Regions from separate parts of the Sus scrofa genome. Here all the other regions are linked to region 3. The links are chromatin contacts, called in public targeted proximity ligation maps. All regions are on one chromosome and are shown on one strand. The core of a region is the stretch at or near the end of the contact, and the rest is flanking DNA. Distances in the headings are between cores, read along the strand shown. Region 1 overlaps BABAM2 (BRCA1-A complex subunit BRE). Region 2 holds the start of FOSL2 (FOS like 2, AP-1 transcription factor subunit). Region 3 overlaps BABAM2 (BRCA1-A complex subunit BRE).

What was found.
Region 1: a contact with region 3 is called in a targeted proximity ligation map of skeletal muscle, with 2.8 times the contacts expected there. A contact is called at or near these places in 2 of 47 Hi-C or Micro-C datasets (embryonic fibroblasts and heart right ventricle) and 1 of 2 datasets of targeted methods (skeletal muscle).
Region 2: a targeted proximity ligation map of skeletal muscle shows a contact between it and region 3, with 4 times the contacts expected there. A contact is called at or near these places in 1 of 5 promoter capture datasets (liver), 4 of 47 Hi-C or Micro-C datasets (embryonic fibroblasts, heart right ventricle, omental adipose tissue and 1 more) and 2 of 2 datasets of targeted methods (alveolar macrophages and skeletal muscle).

Annotation. Positions count from the first base shown.
Region 1 is chr3:111,264,684-111,268,042 of Sscrofa11.1, forward strand. All of the region lies in intron 3 of BABAM2 (BRCA1-A complex subunit BRE), which reads right to left. Among named protein-coding and RNA genes, the nearest start is that of BABAM2, 62 kb to the right of the region's middle.
Region 2 is chr3:110,840,528-110,844,183 of Sscrofa11.1, forward strand. FOSL2 (FOS like 2, AP-1 transcription factor subunit) reads right to left here and starts at 2,376. Exons shown (of 4, transcript NM_001315740.1): 1 at 2,222-2,376. The coding sequence starts at 2,323.
Region 3 is chr3:111,065,961-111,069,367 of Sscrofa11.1, forward strand. All of the region lies in intron 7 of BABAM2 (BRCA1-A complex subunit BRE), which reads right to left. Among named protein-coding and RNA genes, the nearest start is that of FOSL2, 220 kb to the left of the region's middle.

The DNA.
Region 1 (3,359 bases), core at 323-2,822, 200 kb after region 3:
TTCTAGTAATTATTGGGTAATCTTAGTAATTCCATTTTTCAAAAAGGCTACCACTGTAAAAGGAATATTGGCATAGCTAATTAACTCAAACAAGAATTCAGCTGAGGAGTTCCTGTCGTGGTGCAGTGGTTAACAAATCCGACTAGGAGCCATGAAGTTGCAGGTTCGATCCCTGGCCTTGCTCAGTGGGTTAAGGATCCAGCATTGCCATGAGCTGGGGTGTAGGTCGAAGACACGGCTCGGATCCCGCGTTGCTGTGGCTCTGGCGTAGGCGGGGGGCTACAGCTCTGATTGGACCGCTAGCCTGGGAATCTCCATATGCCACGGGAACGGCCCAAGAAAATGGCAAAAAGACAAAAAAAAAAAAAAAAAAAAAAGAATTCAGCTGAGCACTCCTCTCAATACCATGAAACTGTCATGCCGATGAGGAAATAAAGTTTTTTTGTTCAGGGGACAAAACCATTTTTTGAAGAGCAATGTGATGTTCCCTCGTGAATAATAAGATGCCTCTTAATGGTAATAGCTGTATAGCCACCTACCAAGGATGCTGTAAAGAAACTGCTACAATCAGTAGTGGGTTCAATGACATCAAAGAGTCTTTAGCTCTAAAAATAAAATTCGTTCACTTCAGTTAATTATTAGGATGACATAAGTTCTGACAAATCCATGTCTCTTAAGAGGAACTGTAGCAAGACTAATAGGTTGAGGGGAGAACATTCTACTTTAATTAAATTTGCTTTTGATCATGTCTCATTTCTTTCAGATTTCTTCTGTTTCATAAAATAAAACTGAGTATTTGCTATTTAAAACTTATGCTAAGGTCAACATCTTTTGATAATTTCACTTCGAAATAAATGTGGAGCCCGTTATAAAATGCAAAGGCAATTTTTTTCACTCAAAAATGCCCAAAGAGGCTAGTTAGCTATTCCTATCTGGTCCATTGTACTATCTTGAATTTTAAGTTACCTTGACTTTTAAGTTTTCTTCCCTCATCTTCCCCACATTAAAGAAAAAAACATTCAAGTGATTTTAGAAAGTTCTTCAAAACTGCTGTTGCACTTAGGATCTGTCAATTAAACAACAGATTTTATTACAGCACAAAGATATAATCAGGACAATGAAAGGTGTTTTAGGCCAGATAACCGACCTGAATCATAAAGACGTGTTGCTAGGTGAGGATCTATCAGGTAACTGAAGATCACCGGCTAACCAGTCTAAAGACACCCACAGTAAAATCAGCGTTTAAGTCTCTGCTCCGCATCTCAGAGCTGAAACTAACCCTTTATCTCTGGTAAACCTGATTAACTTCGCACCCTGTCTTCAGCAACTTTTGCTGGTGCTTTCGGCCCCCTCGGAAACAAACAAAAAGTAACCAACCATGAGTTGTTAACTCCTTGAGTGTCCAAGAGGGATCCACACAAAAGTGGAAGGTTGTCAGCTCATTTCCCAATCGGGGATTAGTCCCACTGCCCCCCGCCCTTCCTAGCTGATGTCTGATGGAAGGCACTAGCATTTGATGTTGTGCTTACTTCCTATTCAGCAACGCTGCTGCCTGTTCTTATTTCCTCCTGCGTAACTTTCTCACCACGTTGACTTGCTCTTATCTGCTCTACTGCAAAGCCAATAGTGAGTGCATGGTAAAAATACAGTACTTCTTTCCCAGCCTGTTGCAGTGGGAAAAGCATCGGGTTTGTACTCAGAAGTCTTGGATTTGGGTTCCTCACTTCCCAGTTATGTGCCCTGGTCCCTTAGACGCTCTGAATCCTCCCTTGTACGTACAGCCGGGCAACTGGCCCTCTGAAAGTTGTTGGGACATGAGCATGAGATCAGTTCAGTAAAAAATACTTTGGAAAATATGGACTGCTGCATGATTTCAAATACTTCTTTCTAATTCCTAACTGAATTATACAAAGCAAAAATTTAAAGCTGATGTGGCCACAGCTTGACACAGACGAGCAACACTCGCCAAAAAATCAGGAGAAATAACCACAGAATGCTAGATGGGGGGAAAAAGAAACCACACCAATCTTTCTTTCAGTTCTGAGTTCATTGTTCAGCAATGTGTCTTTTGCTGACTGTATCCACTGGCACAAACCAGAGCACCAGCAGCAGAAGCAAACCAACACACAAAGAACAGTCTCAGCCTGGATCCTACACTTCAGCTCCCACAAAACAGGCCTGGGAAGATCGTGCAAAAGCCCACTCACAAACTTTCAGAAACTTTGTGAAAACCAAGCACTAGCCTGTGGAATTCATGGAAAAAAAAAAAAAAACTGAATAATACTTCCTACTGTCAAATAACTCTGAAACACCCAGCAGCTGGACCAAGAAAGATGTTAAAAAAAAAAATAGTATGAAGGATCCTTTGAGTTCACACACGACAGAGTCAAACAACAAGTCTAACAATGAACAAAAGCAAGCGCCGGAATCCACAGAAGCTAAGGGGGGGGGGGGGAAGGGAGGAAATCTATGGAAATGAATGAAAATGCAGCATACTGAAAAATAAGGATGAATAAATGACAATTCTTCCAAAGTAGATACAAGAAAATGCTTTACAGGGACAAGGAATGATAAAATTTAAAAAATACAAATAAATGAAACCACTACCAAAGTCAAAACATTTACAACTGGCCAATATTCAAAGAAAATACAGAAGAAAAAAAGAAAAAGAAAGGAACAGAAACTGAACCGTTCTTTAGAGGCAACGGCATCCCATGGACGGTTTTTCTGTTTGATAATTTTAATTTAAGCTGATGATAACAAAGGACAGAGACAGTCACGCTCCAGCCAGGAAAATTACGCAAGTGTAAAAGAGCCACATCGCACAGGGTCTGTAAGAGCAAGTTATCTACATGTACTGCATGTTTCAGGGAAGGGGTGGAGAAATAAGCAAAACACAAGTCACAACATCTCAAAAGTGCCAAGGACAATCCAACACAATAGGAAAAAAAAAAAAAAAGAAATCAAGAAATAGCGGAATAATAGCATCTAACAGAGACCAACTGAAATATAGTCGATCTCTTATCACACAGGGAAATTTCATCTTGGCCATAATACATGAAGTAAAGGGCTGATAAATCATGGCTACTCTGCCATAAAAGTAGCGCTCTCTAATCCACTAGCAGTATTTCGGTGCGGCTACAGCATCTCTCTGCTCACAACGTTAATTAAAAGATGTCAACAACAAATGAACTATTTTACTAAATGGAAAATTGTCTAAAACTTGCAGGATTCCCAGACTCAAGAGTACGATAGACATGGAGCATGTAATCCTGCAGAGAAACAAACTGACTTGCATGTGGCTGGTGGCCAGACTGCTGGATGGCTGCAGAAAACAATTCTTTTATAGAAGCAGTTCC
Region 2 (3,656 bases), core at 1,126-3,625, 220 kb before region 3:
AGTCTCCCTCTCCCCGTAAAGGAAGCTAAGAGAAATAAAGTGATTACAGGTTTTATCTGGTATGTAATAAAGTTACCTTGAGCCTGGGTGGGGTCGTAGCCCAGACTTGTGAAGTAACAAAAACCTCTCACGTCAGTCCTTAGGACCACAGAACAGCTCTGCTCCAAGTCAGAGAGATGATGGGAAAACCCTCCCCTCTTCCCACCCACCCCCCAAGAGTGGACAGGCCAAGAAACTCATCCAAAGCTGAGTTACCTTGCCAATCCCTCCGGTTTGAAAGGTGCCTCACTCAAGCTGCTGGGCCGAATGGGCAAGCATATATGCAAGAACCCCGTGCAGCAGTTATTACTAATTGCAAAATCCTCATGTGTTGCAGCATGCTAGGAATTAGCCAACAGCTGCTTTTTGCTTTGGTAATGAGGCCCCATTACACTCTGCTGGACTGAGTTCTCTTCCTTCTTCCTAGCACTGGTTTCCTGTCTGATTTTCTTCCAAAACAGGGAATTGCCTCCGCTTGCATCCTGGGCTCAAAGCCCTAGTGACACAGATTATTCAATCGGGGCACTGATGTCCGGTCGGACTTCCCATCCAGGCCCCAGGGTCTGAGCAAAGCCAGGCGGCGACGTTGTAACATTTCAGTGATGACTGCCATAGAAACAGCAGCCAAAAGAGCAGATGAGACATCAGAAGATTCCCTTCCCATCGGAGAACGGAGATGGGGGGGGGGGGTGCTGTGGAAATGGAGACTGAGGGAATGGGTATAAATGACTCCCACCCGCTGCTTAATGATATCTGGATTCAATACAAACCACCAATGGGGCTGGAGAGCAAACAAAAATCAAACACTTTGGGACAAGACTTGAAATGCATCACCTTAGTGCTCAGTATTAGGGGTGCTCTGACCGTACCCTCAATGCACCAACCAGGTTCTCTACAGTGGGGTGCTAAAGGGGACACCGGGGCAGGTAAAAAGAAGACACAGAAAAGCCATTTTAAGGACTCACCAGGTATGGGGAACCACTTTGGAATAAGAGACCCCTCTTCAGATACCAAAGAGAGCCCCCTTTCCATTTTATTCTCCCTCAGGGTCCCTCCTCCCCAGAAGTCCACCCCAGGCCCTCCTGGTTGGCTGGCTTATAGAAGCCAAAGCCATCATCATCTTACCAGCGCAACTCGAGACAGCCAACTTGCCTAGAGACTCTGCAGATCCTGACCGAGGCGGGCTTCAGGTTCCAGCAACCTTGTTGGTTAAGCCAGCTCCCTCCCAAGAGTGGGGGTCGGGGGGTGGGGGGGAGTGGTGGCTGCAGAGGGCAGGCACCCCACGAACACCACCAACCCAGCAGCACCTTTCTGGTATTTATTCCGGTATTTATAGACACACAGATCTCAGGCAAAATCCCTCTGGTGCAAACCAGTCCGCCTGCTTTAGAAACAAGTTGTTTTCCGGCTTCCAGAACCACCCAGGAGCCTAAGCGAGGTCTCATCCACCGCCCCCACCGCCCCCCCACCGTCCCCTCTCTGCAGGCGTCCTGGCCCCAGATATTCCCAGACCCCCAAGGCGCCCCTTCTGGTCGGCTGTGCAGGCTCCTTCTGTGACCCTAACAGGAGATGGATGGGCGCGGGGGAGAAAGGCGCAGCCTGAGCCAATCAAGGCTGACCTCCTCCTTCCTGACCTTCGCACCTGATTCCCAGAGCGACAACCCTCGCCCTCGCTCCGGATTACTTGAAGGAGCCCATTTTTCCCAGTCCCCAAGTTCTTTCAGAAATGAACGAAGACCGAAGGAGAGAGGGCTTTTTCGCAGGAATAAGGTCCCTGGATGTCGGGAGGTGCCCGTGGGTGCAAAGATTTTTTTTGGAGGGGGGTCTAACCACGGGGTTCCTGCGAGAGAGGTACAGGGTCCTGGGGAAAAGGCCCTGCAATTCCAGGAGCTTGTCTGTATAGGATGTAGTGTGAAGGCGAGGGTTTGTTGGCTCTCCAGCCCACTCGCCGCTCTAGTTTAAAAAAAAAAAAAAAAAAAAAAAGTGTTGGCGGGGGATGGGGGAAGGTTAAAGGAGGTGTCAGGAGGACAAGATGAAAATCTAGAACTTACAATGGAGGCCGCAAGAATTTTCTCGCCAAATCAAGAAAGGGAAAAGAAAGGGGGGGAAAAAAGGCAGTCCTGGCGAGAGGAAGGCGGGGGGTCCACCCGCGGCGCCAGGTGCACCCGGGGCCCGCACCTACCTGCTGGCCGCCGCCGCCGCTGGAGTAGGACTCGGCGTGCGCAGGAGAGCCGCTGCTGCCCCGGGACGAGGTGTCAAAGTTCCCGGGATAATCCTGGTACATGATCCGCGGTGGGGGCCCGAGAGGAAACAGGGTGTTTTTCTTCCCCCGCCCTCGCCGCGGCCGCGCACCGGCAGCTGCGCGCTGGCTCCCTGCCGGCCGCGCCTGGGGCTCTAAGCGTCGCTCCCGGGCTTCTCCCCCTCGGCGGCGGCACTCCGAGAACAGTGCCCCCCGAGCGCCGAGCGCTGCACTTCTTTCCTGCTCTACGAGCGCCGCGGGACCAGTTGTCCACCCGGTCCCTCCCTCTAAAAAGTCCGCGCGTCCCTCGGTCCCTCCCCTGCGCGCGCCCTCCTGCCCCCGCGCGCAATCAGAGCCCAGCCGGGACCGCCGGCTCAATCAAAAATTGGAAATTAAAAAAAGAATAGGAGCCCGGCGAGTCAAGCCTGCCAGGTCTGGGGGCCCCCAATTTCAGACAGGGCAAAAAAGGAAGAAAAAAAAAAAAAGGCGAAAAGAAAGGCTGCCCGCTTGGAGAAACTTCTATTTCCTCCTTTTAGAAAAGGAGCTGAGAATAAACTTCCTGTGGCCGACTCGCCGCCGGAGTTTCGAGCGGCAGGGACACTTGATTAGGTGAAGGCAGCCCGCCCCGCGGCCCGTGGGGTTCCAGCTGAGCTGACGCGGAGAGGGACGCGGGCCCGCTCCCCTTGCGGCGGCTCCGGCGCCCGGACCTGCACCCCTTCCCCGGCGCCCGCTCCCGGACGGGCCCGCCTCGCCCGTCCGCGCCTCTCTCTCTCCCTCTCTCTGTCCCCGCCGAGCGCCGCTTGCTTGCTCGCTGGTTCGCTCGGAGCCCCAGCGCTCTGCCCGAGATGAGTCACTACAATGGCACGAGTTCAACTCCACTCTTTATTCTCCAGCCCCTGTACCTCACGTCAACCCAAGACTCCACCTTGCGGGAGGAGCGCTAGGGGAGGCGGAGGGAGAGGGCCGAGGAGGAGGAGGGGGAAGAGGAGGAAGAGGCGCGGGAGGAGGCGGGCGCAGCACTCCCCTCCCTGCCCGGGCTCCCGGCCGCGCTGACGCCAGCCGCACACCCTGCGCGAGGAAGGAAGGAGGTGGAGGGGGTGGGAGCGCTGTGAGCGCGGTTTGGGGGACCCGAGGCAGCCCGGCCCTTCCCCACCCCCGCCCACCCCCCTGGGCCCTGCGCCCTTGGTCTGTTCCACCGGCGCCTGTTGCCAAAGATGGTCATTTGCGTTAGAGGACGCGCGTGCGGGTTCCCTCGCTTTCGGGTGACGTGGAGGGAGAGGGATTCCCTCGCCGGCTCCAGAGCGCGCCACGGCCTCCCTACTTCTCCACCGCCCTGGGAAGGGGCGCGGGGCGGGGCCCCCGAGAGCGGCCACGCGGG
Region 3 (3,407 bases), core at 206-2,705:
TGGAGGCTAGAAGTCCAAAATCGAGGTGTTGGCAGGGTTGGGTTTTTTCTGAGACCTCTTTCGCGGGCTTGTAGATGGCTTTCTTCTCTGTTTCTTCCCTCTGCGTGTGTCTGTGGCCCAATTTCATCCTTTTATAAGGACACCCATCATCTGGATTAGGGCCCACACGAATAATGACCTCACTTTAATAATTAACTCTCTAAAAATCCTATTTCCAAATATGGTCACATTTTGCCAGACCAGGAGTGGGGAGAGGTTAGGGCTTCAACACATGCATTTGGCTGGACCCCCATTCAGCCCAGAACGCTGAGGATGTATTTTCTCTGCTTCAGAGCCTTTCCTGCCCCACCCCCATTTTCTATATGACATGTTGTACATTTTCAAATGCGGCGTGTAAAATGACCTTCCCAACCTGGCTGCCTATTTTTTCCAGCTCCATCTCCTGTCGCTCCTGGTTCTGTTCGCTAGACGCTGACCCCACCAAATCAATCATCACTTCCCAAACATCCTCTCTCCCCGCTCCTAGTCTCTGGATTTACTGCTCGCTGTGGAGAACACTCTCCCGTGGCAGGTATTCATTCTGTAAAGCTATTTTTGTTGCCTGAGGCAGAGCCAAGGCATCCCCCTCCTCAAAGAAGCTGGAACGCTCTGCTATTATGGCACGTATCACCCTGACTGGCAATTCAATTCTGTACGTGTCTTTTTCTACCAGTATATTGGGGATTCCTTGAAGGCGAAGCCCTTGCCTCATCACTGATTCTGCTGCACCCACTGCGGACCTGGAGCACAACAGAAGCTACAAAAAAATCTCTCTCGAGTGAAGAAAATGGATAAATAGAGGAAAATATGCACAAACCAATGAAGGAGAAAAGGGTTTAATTTCCCTTTTAATGCCTAGGATAGTGGTACGGTATTCACCAAACTTAATATGTACTTAATATATGGACTGTTGAGTAAAACACCGACTGAGCCACTGAAGAGAACTCGAAACAATACAGGGATCTGGATAAATTTACTTTAAGAAAAGTTATGAAAGCTGATCGTCTTCGGGGTAAAAAGGAAATGGATTTTAAAAAGCCTATAAACTTCAGGGAAGAAGCGCCAAGATACATGTGACAAGGCAATCTGAGCTGCACTCAGATCCAAGAACAAAGGGTTCCCGGTTTAAGCTATGGAAGGGTCTGTTCCCAAAAGCAGCTGGGCAGAATTTCCTCACGCGAACAGTTCTTAATGTATGGGAAAAAGAGAAGAGCAAAACAAAACAAGCAAAGGCAGCAAAAGGGCATAATTAGTGTAAACAGTGTTGGTTGTTTTTTTTTTTTTTTTAAATGCATTGGACCAACCCCAAGAAGAATGTTGTGGGAGAAACATCTGTTCATTCGGAACATGACAGAACCCTTGACAGGCTCTGTGGCCTGTGCGTGTCCTTATGTGCCCGAGGTTTATATTTGTGCTCCCTCTGCTCAGACAGCACTGACAGTGGCCCAGAAAGAGGCCTGTTCCAGGCCAGGACAGCCTCCCCTGCCTCCAGTTAGGGCTGCGGGGGCAGCTCTCACTCAGTTGTGTTTGACACGGCAAAAACCACGCAGAAGGGAAGAGCAAACTCCAACTGTATGTCCTCCCGGGACTGCCTTGCTCTAGTTGCACGAGTTCCCACCAGCACTGTACTTTTACTGCGTGCATGGCAGTGACTGGTCATGGAGTTCCCTGATGGCCTAGCGGTTAAGGATCCAGCATCGTCACTGCTGTGGCTCAGGTCAATGCCGAGGTGTGGGTTCAACCCCAGTCCAGGAACTTCCACTAACGTGGGTATGGCCAAAAAGGGAAGGAAAAAGAAAAGAAAAGATTTCTGAAAGTGACCAGTCACGGGATATTTAGGGGGATTCGCATTTGTTTTCCATCCCTCTGGCCCCTGGTCTCAAGATACTAAGTGTGATCAGTTGAAAGAGTCTGTTTCCTCGTGCCAGATGTGCCCCTTGTAATCAATCACCGAATCTAGGAATTTCTGGGAAGAAGAGGGGTCCATGGAAAAATTCTTCTCCCATCTCCGGGATCACCTGTTAGCTTCTGCCTCCCCAGCTGAGTAGAGGTGAGTAGAGGCGGGCCTAGCGGTGAGATGAGCTTAGAACACTCTAGCCATCTGCAGTAGGCAGTGCCCTGAGGGCAGCACCCCCAAGGGGCAGGTGACGCTGGATCGCCTCACCTTAGAGCCTTGGGCCACGTGGGTCCCTCCTGCAGCCTCTGACCCGGTTCCACCAGCCCAGCCCATCTTACCCAAGTGGCACTCTTAGGAGGACACTGTGTCATGACAGGGTCAGACTTCGCCTCACCCTTCACCTTTCTTCTGGCTGTGCTCAAAACTTCTCTCGCTCTGCCATCTGCTTTACTTCCCGTTTCTCTTTCTAAGGCCTAGGGAGCAGGCCTTTTTATTATTCTTATTTTATTCTTATTTATTTTAAAATTATTCTCCTTCACCACGGCATGAGTGCCTAAATCTGGCACGTTACTACGTCCCAGGCAGGGGAGACTGCCTTACGCTTCTTTCTTAGACCTTTGCTCTTGGCTCCGTGTTATCTACACAAGGAGTTTAAGTTGTGATATCAGTGGTGTCCTGGTCATCAGTCACATGGGATTTCTTTTCAGATCCTTTTTCTGTGACCTGCTTCAAAGTCCAGGAAAAGAGCCCCCCGCCCCACACCCCAGAGGCATGGAGCTCTCTGCAGCTCTAAAGCCTCTCAGGAGAGTCAGCTACTGATTCATACAATGCAAGAGGCCACACTGAACCGAATTATTTTGAAAGTGGCCATTTGGGGCTGTAAAGAAAACCAATTCTAAACTTTACCGGAGTCCACCTACTGAGCGGGCTGGAACAAGCACTAGAGCTCAGAGCTTCACATTCAGAAGAAGGTCATGGAGAAAGCAGAGTAGCTGCATGCAGGGAAGGCGTGTGGGGAAGAGCAAGGATTTCACCAGGGGGAAAATGCCAGAAGCCGGCCTCCGAACATCTTGTCTTTAGGGCACCCCACTCTTATCTGTCCACACATGATACAGAATGTTTTTCAATAAAGATATTTGGTACCAGTTTTGATTGTCTATAGACTTGTGATTGAAAAACCAATTTAATCTCATGGATTGGATGGTTACTCCATAGTTTAATTTTATCTGAAGGGGAAAAAAAAAAAAAAAAAGCTGACATCTAGCAGTTCAACAAGTCTTTGTCACCAGAGGCCTGTGACACAAATCTCGATATTTTATGGGAACATGTATAGCTTTTCTTCATTTGTGGCTATAATTGCTGCTGGAGAAGCCCCAACATGTAAAGGTTGATGCTTCCGAATGTGCTGAAAGATGTTGGAACTAAACCATGCAGTGACAGCTATCAAAATGTCACCAGTGCAGTGTCATAT